Linked DNA regions of Sus scrofa: region 2 is linked to region 1. Evidence: chromatin contacts called from public Hi-C data. All regions are on one chromosome and are shown on one strand. The core of a region is the stretch at or near the end of the contact, and the rest is flanking DNA. Distances in the headings are between cores, read along the strand shown. Region 1 holds the start of ACOX1 (acyl-CoA oxidase 1, palmitoyl). Region 2 holds the start of MRPL38 (39S ribosomal protein L38, mitochondrial).

Region 1 (5,199 bases), core at 1,460-3,959:
TCTGGTGCCTATCTCACTATTTATGGTCTATCACAGTTAACTCTGTTAGTGACCCATGAAACCCGGGCATGAGGGACAATTGATAGTGTTGGGGAATTGCAAAGACTAATTTGCAATCCCTTTCTCTAATAAAGTGACCTCCCTGTCCTATCTCAGAAATACTGGAGAGATGTCAAAGGGTATGCCAAAGTTACTCCCCAAGCAGAAAGGGCTGTGTCATAAAAAACGATAAAGAAAACAACTGGCTGGTGTCCAGTGATCTTTAACTTACATAAAGGACCTTGTTCTGTTGGGACTTCACTGGAGTCTGGTTACACATCAGGAACCACCAAGGTTATAAAATCTTCCAACCACCCTCTGAAACACACTGCATTCACCATACAAAAGTCAAACCAACCCAACCACCTCTTCCGTGCTGTTTTAAGGGAAGAATTAAATCATACTAACGAGGTGACAAACCCAACTCAGGTAAATCAGAAACAGAAGCTAGGAGTTATTCCACCTCGATAGCCTCACAGCCAGGGGTTACAAACTTGAAAAATTAAAAAAAAAAAAAAAAAAAAAGAGCATTTGGAAGTTGCTAAGTACTCTGATTTAGGCTATCGAAAATAAATTAACCATGTTTTTATAACCAAAATGGAAAGGAGTTCTGAGTGTGATCCTAAGGGTCAAAGTAAATCATTTCCTCTTGAAAATAATAACCCGATGGAGTTAAAAATAATTAGATACCAAATGTATTAAAGGCAGCAGTAAAAAGGAATAATGACTATTGCTACAAAAAGGCAGAACCTGTACCATGTTCCACTTTTCTTGGCTCTTAAATAAGTACCATTCACATTATTTACTCTTTGCCTTTTTTTTAGGGCCACACCTGAGGCGTATGGAGGTTCCCAGGCTAGGGGTTGAGCTATAGCTGCTGGTCTACACCACAGCCACAGCAACGCCAGATCGGAGCCTTGTCCATGACCCACACCACAGCTCATGGCAATGCCGGATCATTAACCCACTGATCAAGGCCAGGGATCAAACCCAGGTCCTCACAGATCCTAGTCAGGTTCATTACCGCTGGGCCACAACGGGAACTCCTCATTTGCTCTTTATTGATGAAAATAGTGGAGTTCTAAAATGTAGAAACCTAAAACCTAATATGTAGGAACCTAAAACAGGAACAAACAAAAACTGTTAAGAGATGTTATAGGCCAAAGGAATCTTGTACTAGGTTCCTATAATTATACTGTTTAAAGACAAACAAAAAAAAGTTTGTGTTTTCTTTCTAATGAAAAAAACACAACCAAAAGCAGATGGTCTGAAAAAAGGTCAGTTTTCAAGAGTAGGACCAAGGCATGTTTTATGAGGTGTCTATTCACTCACATAAGAGCCATTTAAACACCGTTACCAGATTAAAAAATGCTGAATCCTTATATCCATTCTGAGGTTTGACTCAAGTTCTTTTTCATCCATCCCTATTTTCCATTATTAAACTCAAGAGCTACACTATCATGTGAAAATACAATCTGTTATTGCTCTAAAATATTTAAATGTTTGGTCTTTGCAGCTGAGAAAAAAAATTCCTTCCCAATTTAGCTTCTAGATTCAGCAGGCCTCCTTCTTACAAACAGCAAAGTCATTCTGCATTTAAATCACTCAAAATTGACACACGTGGACAGAATTTGTATGATTCTTGAAATCCTATTACAGCATCTCCATTATAAGCTTTGTACAAATGTCATCCACTGAAAAGGCTTAAATGTAAGCGGAAACCTTATTTCTCATACTTACAACTTTAAAGTGGTGTGAAAATATGCCAATTTGAGTCTTCAAACGCCAAACAAGAGAAAAAGGACACCACAGATTGTGGCTTTAGTTTGGGCTTGGGCACTTGATGTAAACTAAGACACACGTACCTTTTTTTGGGGGGGGGGGTCTTTTTTGTCTTTTTAGCGCCACACCAGCTGCATATGGAAGTTCCCAGGCTAGAGGTCAAATTCGAGCAGCAGCTGCAGACCTGCAACAGCTCACTGCAACTCCTGATCCTTAACCCACTCAGGGAGGCCAGGGGTCCAACCTGCATCCTCAGGGATACTAGTCGGGTTAGTTACCTCGGATCCTCCACGGGAAAGCTCCGCATACCTACTTTTTAAACCACAGGATTTCATCTGGGTCTGCGAGGCCAAACTCCCTTATCTTCTTCACCGTGGTGGCGCTCTTCTTAACAGCCACCTCGTAACGCTGGCTTCGACTGAGGAAGTTCAGGTCCTCATGCTGCAGGTCTGGGTCACTCAGAATCATGTTTTCTGGAAAAGAATGATAGGGTATCAAGAGAAACACAGATTCAAGGCTCTGTTACAGCTCCCCGGATCACAGCAGGTTTCGGACTTACGGGTACAGATCCCCTCTCAGGATGGGCGATTCCCCCGCCACAAGCATCTCTAAAAGTGTGGGGAGGGGGTTTCCCGGTTCCCCTAAAGCTGAGCCGGAGGTTGCGGCCTACGCCTCACAGCCGCTCTGACTCCTCCCGGTGGGAGTCTCAAGCTTTGCTCCGGGAAGGGCGGGGAGGGAGGCCCGGCCCGCCGTCCTCACCGATCTCTCGGCGGCGCCGGGTATTCTCTGGACTGCCGTCCAGGACGTGTGTGAGCAGCTCCGGGTTGAAGCTGGCGGCGGCTCGCTCCTTCTGTAGGTCCTGGTTCATGGTGACAGCCAGCAGAGGCAGCGGAGGTCGGGGAGGCGGCGGAGACAGCAGCAGCGAGGGCAGCACCAGCGGGTTATCTGCACCTCCAGCGCGGCGCCAGCCCTAAGGGCCGCCCAGGACGGCGCGAGTCCCCGCCCCCGCTCGCCTCCGCCCGCCCGGGCCCGCCCTTTCTCCCGCGCCGCGTGACTGCCGCGGCCGAGGCGGAGGAGGCGCCAGTGAGAGCCTCGGGGCGGGTGAGTCCCTGCCTCTCGGCGAGAGGAGCCTCAGAGCGGCCCCCGGGCAAGGGGGTGCCCGGAAGAAGGTCGAGAAACTGCAGAGGGGGGACAAGCCGGGAGCTCTCGGTAACCTAACCCCTCACCCGTCACGTGATCACGCTGGGCGGAAAGAGGCAACGTGAAGCCCCCCCGACGCCCTGACAGGTTAGCGACGGGCGGGGAAGGGGCGGGGCACCGCGTCGGAGGAGGACTGCGCCTGCGCCTTGGGACCTGCCCGCCCCGCCGCTTCGGGGTCCGTCCGCTAAAGGCCTCCCCGGAAACGCCGGTGGCCGGAACCTCTAGGGCTGCGGGCGATGCGCCTGTGGGCCTTGCGCAGTTGCTGGGGGAGGTCGTAGGATTCCGCGAAACTATCCAAGGTTGGAGGAAAAAAGGAAAAGACGGGGTCCAAAGTTGCACCGGGGAGAGGCTCCAGCTGTCTTTTGTTAAGATAATGGTATCTTTGCTGCCGGAGGCAAGGGCTGCGAGGAGCTGGGTGTGGAATTGCAGGTGCTTCCCCCCACCCACCGTTTCTGGGTGGGTGTGGACTTGGAGTGAGACTTAGAACTGTGTGTTCACAGGTCTTGGAATCCAGACTTTTCTGTTTCACAATTATCGTCGTCATCAAAGAACTAGTGTAGGAGGATTTGTAATGAAAAGCTCAAGTTGCCTATCCTCAGAAACAGCCACTGTCAACCAGTCGTGGTTTTTTATTTTGATCCCTAAAGAATTGCTCAGTAAAATACTTAACATGCTATTGAATGATTTGCTTATTTTAGTTACTTTTTGACTTCATGCCAGGGTGATCAGGTAATGGCACACTACACATCTGTATCTTTCATCTACCTTTGTAACAACATAACTAATGCCCTTTAAAAAATAAATAAAAATAAATTAAAAACTGTACACTTGCAAGCTGTTCCTTATTGCATCAGTTTTTAGTAACAGTCCTGGCAATAAGTACGGTGAGTGAGGCATTCACCTCAGACAAAAGGGAGCACCAAAAAACGAATCAAGATTAGTAGTTAGGAGTTCCCGTCGTGGCGCAGTGGTGAACGAATCCGACTAGGAACCATGAGGTTGCGGGTTCGATCCCTGCCCTTGCTCAGCGGGTTAACGATCCGGCGTTGCCGTGAGCTGTGGTGTAGATTGCAGATGAGGCTCAGATCCCGCGTTGCTGTGGCTCTGGTGTAGGCCAGTGGCTACAGCTCCGATTGGACCCCTAGCCTGGGAACCTCCATACGCCGCGGGAGCGGCCCAAGAAATAGCAAAAAGACAAAAAAAAAAAAAAAAAGACTAGTAGTTATTTTAATAAGACATTTAAAAAAGTCAAAATGCAGGAAAATCTATGATGAATAAAACACAAAAAGTTGGAGTTCCCATCGTGGCTCAGCAGTTAGTGAACCAGACTAGTGTCTATGAGGACTCGGGATCGATCCCTGGCCTTGCTCAGCAGGTTAAGGATCCGGTGTTGTCTGTTGCAGTGAACTGTGGTGTAGGTCCCAGACTTGGCTCAGATCCCTAGTTGCTGTGGCTGTGGCATAGGCCAACAGCTACAGCTCCGATTGGACCCCTAGCCTGGGAACCTCCCTATGCCGCAGGTGCGGCCCTAAAAAACCAAAATTTTAAAGAGACAGAAACATTATTACCGATTGTTCTTTTTGGCTCAGGTTCCAATGTACCTGGGCAAGTCATGGATAACTGATGTTGTTGTTAATACCCCCGGCATTAAACTATTTGTTTGGCTACCGTGTCTTCCTCTTGTCAGAAGCTGGCTCTGGGAGTTCTCGTCGTGGCTCAGTGGTTAACGAATCCGACTAGGAACCATGAGGTTTCGGGTTTGATCCCTGGCCTCACTCAGCAGGTTAAGGATCCAGCATTGCCATGAGCTGTGGTGTAGGTGACAGACACAGCTCGGATCCCGTGTTGCTGTGGCTCTGGCATAGGCCGGCAGTTACAGCTCTGATTGGACCCCTGGCCTGGGAACCTCTATATGCAGTGGGTGTGGCCCTAGAAAAGACAAACAAACAAAAAAGCTGGCTCTGTTACTATGTTCTTCTTGGACTCCTTAATCTATAGAAATTGATAAGGAGTTCTCCTTGTACCTCAGCGGTAGCGAACCCAACTAGTATTCTTGAGCAGGTGGGTTCCATAGCTGGCCCTTCTCAGTGGGTTAAACCATTTGGCGTTACTGTGAGCTGTGGTGTAGGTTGCAGACACGGCTTGGATCTGGTGTTGCTGTGGCTGTGGTGTAGGCCA
Region 2 (5,199 bases), core at 1,265-3,764, 63 kb before region 1:
GAAAATAAAAAGAACAGACTTGTGGTTGCCAAGGGGGTGGGGGTAAGGAATGGGAGGAACTGGGTGGGAGTCTGGGGTTAGCAGAAGCAAAGCATTACATTGCGAATGGATAAACAAGAAGGTCTGGATAGATCATGATGGAAAAGCATATAAAAAACAAATGCAGGAGTTCCTGCTGTGGCTCAGTGGGTTAAGAACCTGACTAGTATCCATGTGGATGGGGGTTCAATACCCTTGCTCAGTGGGTTAAGGATCCGGCATTACCATGAGCTGTGGTGTAGGTCATAGACATGGCTTGCATCTGATGTTGCTGTGGCTGTGGTGTAGGCTGGCAGCTGTAGCTCCAATTGAACCCCTAGCTTGGGACCCTCCATATGCTGTGGGTGCGGCCCTAAAAAGCAAAAAAAAAAAAAAAAAAAAAACCAAAATAATCAAATTCTGAATCAGCAGGTGAGCATGGGGCTTGAGACTCTGCATTTCTCCCAAGCTCCCAGGTACTGCCCATGCTGCTGGTCTCAGAACACACTCTGAATAACAAGGCCCTAGAAAACTTTCAATCCAACACGTTTTCCCATTTACATTAGACAAAGACAATAAGAAACATACATTGAACTCTCAACAAGAATGACGTTAGTCTAAGAATTCCAATGAACTGCTTCCTTTCATCCTCACAGCAAATCTGTGACACACAGTCATATAGATATACAGATATAAGTTTTTTTATTTTAAGGCCAAACCAGCGGCATATGGAAGTTCCTGAATCAGGGACTGAATCCCAGCCAACAGCTGGAGCCTTCAACCCACTGCGACCAGGGATTGAACCTGTTCTTCAGCAGCAACCTGAGCAGCTGCTGTCGGATTCTTAACCTTTTTTTTTTTTGTCTTTTTGCTATTTCTTTGGGCCGCTCCAGCGGCATATGGAGGTTCCCAGGCTAGGGATTGAATCGGAGCTGTAGCCACCGGCCTACGCCAGAGCCACAGCAACTCGGGATCCGAGCCGCATCTGCAACCTACACCACAGCTCACGGCAACACCGGATCGTTAACTCACTGAGCAAGGGCAGGGATCGAACCCGCAACCTCATGGTTCCTAGTCGGATTCGTTAACCACTGCGCCACGACGGGAACTCCTGCTGTCGGATTCTTAACCCACTGCACCAAGGCGGGAACTCCAGCATAATCATTCATTTTATTAAAATTGTAAACTGAGGAAATTCAGCCTCAGGAAAGTCACTCCCAAGAGGCTGATTTTTGTTTAACAACTTTGTAGATTCCATGTGTGTGCCCTTAACCACACCATTAAAACTCCACCCATAAATGCCTAGCTTTTTTTTCAGTAGGACTGAATCCAGGGCATATGCAAGTTCCCAGGCTAGGGGTCTAGTCAGAGCTACAGCTGCAGCCTACACCACGGCTCACAGCAACACCAGATCCTACCCACTGAGCGAGGCCAGGGATGGAACCCGCGTCTTCATGGACACTAGTCGGGTTCGTTACCCCTGGGCCACAAGGGGAACTCCCATAAATGCCTTCTAAAAGGATGCACTCACTAAGTGTAGGTCCCTCAAAGGCAGGAATCCTGGGTCATTTTGCCCAGGGCTTTTAGTTTAATTCAGCAAAGTATTGCACACCTACGTGCCAAGCACTGTGCGCGTGCAAGATCCATGGCGGTCATGTGTGGCCGGGACTACACGAAGAGTGCACAGAAGGGCACTCTAATCTGGAATGGGTGGGGGGGTGAGGGGGCTGCTCAGGAAAGCATTTTAGGAGTAGAAATATCTAAGGGGAACTCTCACATTCTGACGGAAGGGAATTTTCCAGATACAAGGACCAGAGGGTGTGAAAAATCCTGGAGGGACTAAACCACCCCAGTGCGGACGGGAATGCGGGCAGGCCCCCTCCCCCGAGTCCCCGGAAGGCGGGGTCACAGCCCAGCTCCTCCCCGCACCTGACTCCTCCCCGAAATGCTCCCGGTAGGTCCGCCACCAATGCGGCTTCCGCGCCTCCTGCTCCGCCCGGCGCCGGTAGCGGTCGAAGCTGCGGTACTTCTTCAGTCGCTCTAGGTCGCTCACATCGATGTCCTCGTTGGGCATCGGCCCCAGCGGAGCGGCCCGGCGGCTCAGGGCGGCTGCGGACAGAGAGCGGGACGTCAGGCAGGCTCCGGGCCGGCCTCGCGGAGGCGGGAGGCGAACGCGGGCTCAAGCCCCAGGGTTCAGCTCTTCGGGGACCTGCAAGAGCCCTCACCTGAGGTGCTGAAGCCCCGCCACCGCCGACTTGCGCACAGCGCGGCTCGCCACCAGGGCGCCGCCATCTTCGCTCAGGCCGCCGCCGCCGCCGCCGCCGCCGCCGCCGCCCGCAGGACCCGGCAGAGGTGGCCGGAGCCGCGCCTGAGCGCACGGCGCAGGCCCCGCCCCGAGCCCTAAAGCCCCGCCCCGAGCCCTAAAGCCCCGCCCCCACTCAAGCCCCAAGACCTTCCCGGAATCCACGAGCTCCTGCCTCCAGGCCAGAGCTGGCCGTCGCCCAGGGCGGGCGGCCTCCGGAAGTGCCCGGTGGGCGGCGGGGCGGAGCTGCGAGCGGTGTGGGCCCCCGGCTCGCAGCCTGCCACCAGGGGGAGGTACAGACTTGGGGCCGTCGGCGGGCTTCCGCCTCCACTCGAGAGGTTGGCGCTCTGTGGGGCCCTGGGTCCTGCTCATAAGGGTCACCCATCCTTAAAGGCGGCGGCATCCTGAGCTCCCAGTTGGTGTGGCAGCACAGGCAGGAGGAGGTGCGAGGATGCATTCAGGAGTCCGCCTGCTTGGGTTCAAATCCCAGATTGTGTGTGACCTCGTTTGGAAAAAAAATGCGAGTGCTAACAGTGTTTCCCTCCTAGTGTGGTTTAAAGGGGGTAGATGGGGAGTTCCCATTGTGGCTTAGTGGGTTAAGAACCCTACTAGTATCCATGAGGATGTGGGTTCAAACCCTGGCCTCACTCAGTGGGTTAAGGATCCGGCCTTGCCACGTGCTGCAGAGGCTTAGGTCCCAGATGGGGCTGGTGGTGTGGCTGTGGCTGTGGTGTAGGCTGGCAGTTGAAGCTCCTATTCTATCCCCTCTCGGGGAAACCCGTATGCCACAGGTGTGGCCTTAAAAAGAAAAGAAAGAGGAGTTCCTGTCGTGGCCCAGCGGAAACAAATCTGACCAGGAACCACGAGGTTGTGGGTTCAATCCCTGGCCTCGCTCAGTGGATTAAGGATCCGGCATTGCCGCGAGCTGTGGTATAGGTCACAGATGTGGCTTGGATCCTGCGTTTCTATCATCCACACAGAAGTGACCTGGTCAAGACAGTGTTTCTGCCTAAATCGTTTCAGAGCTGCATGGCTCTCCTGATCCAGTTCTAACAAGATAAAACTTGATACCCCAGGTGATCTGGCCCCACTTCTGCTCTGGCCCCTCTGTCCTGGAACTCAACCCAATTCTTTGTAAGCAGGCAAGGGCTCATGTGCCCAAGGTGCCAAAAGCCAAACTCTGATGGTGGGTTTGCAACAAGGTAAAAGTATTGTCACACCGAGCAAGGGAGTGGAAGACAAGCCTCAGATTCACTTTAACTTTTTTTTTTTTTGACCACCATGTGCAGCAGCTTGATGTGGGATCTCAGTTCCCAAACCAGGGATGGAACCCGGGCCATAGCCATGGAAGTGCCAAGTCCTAACTACTAGGGAACTCCCTCACCTTGCTTTGAGTTATTATTGTTTTTTAGGGCTGCACCAGGGGCATATGGAGGTTCCCAGGCTAGGGGTCAGATCAGAGCTACAGCTGGTAGCCTATACCACAGCCACAGCAACGCAGATCCTTAACCCCCTGAACAAGGCCAGGGATTTAACCCATGTTCTCGTGGATTCTAGTTGGGTTTGTTACCATCGAGAACTGCGTTTTTTTTTAAATTTTTTTTAAGGGACGAACAAAGAAGCTGGGGTTAATCATTGCCTTGTGACCTGCAGTTTGGGGAATCATTTGTCTCTGGTTTAGGGATCTTTGGACAGGTGGTCAATGGTTCGGGGATCTGTTAGGTCATCTTGCCCTGGAAAAACAACTGAGTTTACACAGTGCTATCTATCATAGCAACTTTAGTGCTTTGGTGATGTTATCAACAGCAGCAGTTTCGGCCATTGGACTCAGGTTGATAATGTGTTCAGTTAGCCCAGGATTGAGGCCAGAGGGTACATGAAAGGGAATAAAGTTTTGGATAGAGAAATGAATCATAAACTCGATTTCACTTTTCACTTCTTCAGCACTTCTCTCTCTCTGGCACAGGACCTTTGCACATGCTCTCCCTTCTGCCTGCCACTCCTAACCTTTCCCCGTTGCCTGGCCACCTCCCAGAGTCCGAGCAGTGGTCCTTTCAGGAAGCCTTTCCTGATGTCCCAACCAGGGTGGTGACCTGTCTCGATGCTCTGGTGCTAGCAGAAGCTTGGTCCTCATATTAACACTGGAATGGTGTGAGGGGTCTCTTCATCCAGCAGCAAGTGGCCCCAACTTGAATTTGGCTTTCATGAACAGCAGCCAAACAGCTCAACTCACTGCCACGTCACCCATCAGTGCACATCTACTAGATGTTAAGGTCAATAAGACCCCATCCTGCCCCTCAAGAGTCATGGCTTATTATTTCGTGAAATCCTGCTGAACGGACAGCAGAGCCGCAAGTTGTGAGCAGATCGGGATTGTGTGCACACTCAGGCTGGGAGGCACACAGGGACGCTTGTCCTTTTAATATTCTGAGGGTGTTTACATCTGGCCTCCTTTGCTGTTTGATCTTTTCCCTTTGTTTCTGGATCCTCTACTACTTGCCTCTAAACCCACCCCCACCACAGCCTGCCCCTCTTAGGATGAAGAAACACAGGGTCTCCGAAGCAGAGGCAGAGCGTTGGCTGGTCAATCACGTGGCTCAGTTCTCCGTTACTCCTTACTTTTTTGTTTTTTTTTTTGCTTTTTAGGACTGTTCCTGGGGCATATGGAGGTTCCCAGGCTAGGGCTCCAATCGGAGCTGTAGCCACCAGCCTATACCAAAGCCACAGCAACGCGGGATCATTAACCCAGGAGGCAGCAGAGTGGTGTGGCTGAGTGCACGGGGCCTTGGAACCCGCCCAGGCAGAACTCAAACCCGGGTCCTGCTATCTGCGGGGCCACCTTGGGCAGGTTATTTCATCTCTGAGTCTCGTCCCTTCAC

Evidence for each region. A called contact is a pair of places that touch in the nucleus more often than the background predicts.
Region 2: a Hi-C map of liver shows a contact between it and region 1, with 4 times the contacts expected there. The contact joins the promoter of MRPL38 here to the promoter of ACOX1 in region 1. A contact is called at or near these places in 2 of 5 promoter capture datasets (fetal liver and liver), 12 of 47 Hi-C or Micro-C datasets (alveolar macrophages, embryonic fibroblasts, fetal heart ventricle and 6 more) and 2 of 2 datasets of contacts at active chromatin or transcription factors (alveolar macrophages and skeletal muscle).

The regions. Positions count from the first base shown.
Region 1 is chr12:5,448,784-5,453,982 of Sscrofa11.1, reverse strand. ACOX1 (acyl-CoA oxidase 1, palmitoyl) reads right to left here and starts at 2,709. Exons shown (of 14, transcript NM_001101028.1): 1 at 2,581-2,709; 2 at 2,135-2,294. The coding sequence starts at 2,689. It overlaps TEN1 (CST complex subunit TEN1), which reads left to right and starts at 2,843. Exons shown (of 4, transcript XM_003131187.4): 1 at 2,843-3,108.
Region 2 is chr12:5,511,735-5,516,933 of Sscrofa11.1, reverse strand. MRPL38 (39S ribosomal protein L38, mitochondrial) reads right to left here and starts at 2,514. Exons shown (of 9, transcript XM_003131188.4): 1 at 2,244-2,514; 2 at 1,948-2,127. The coding sequence starts at 2,310.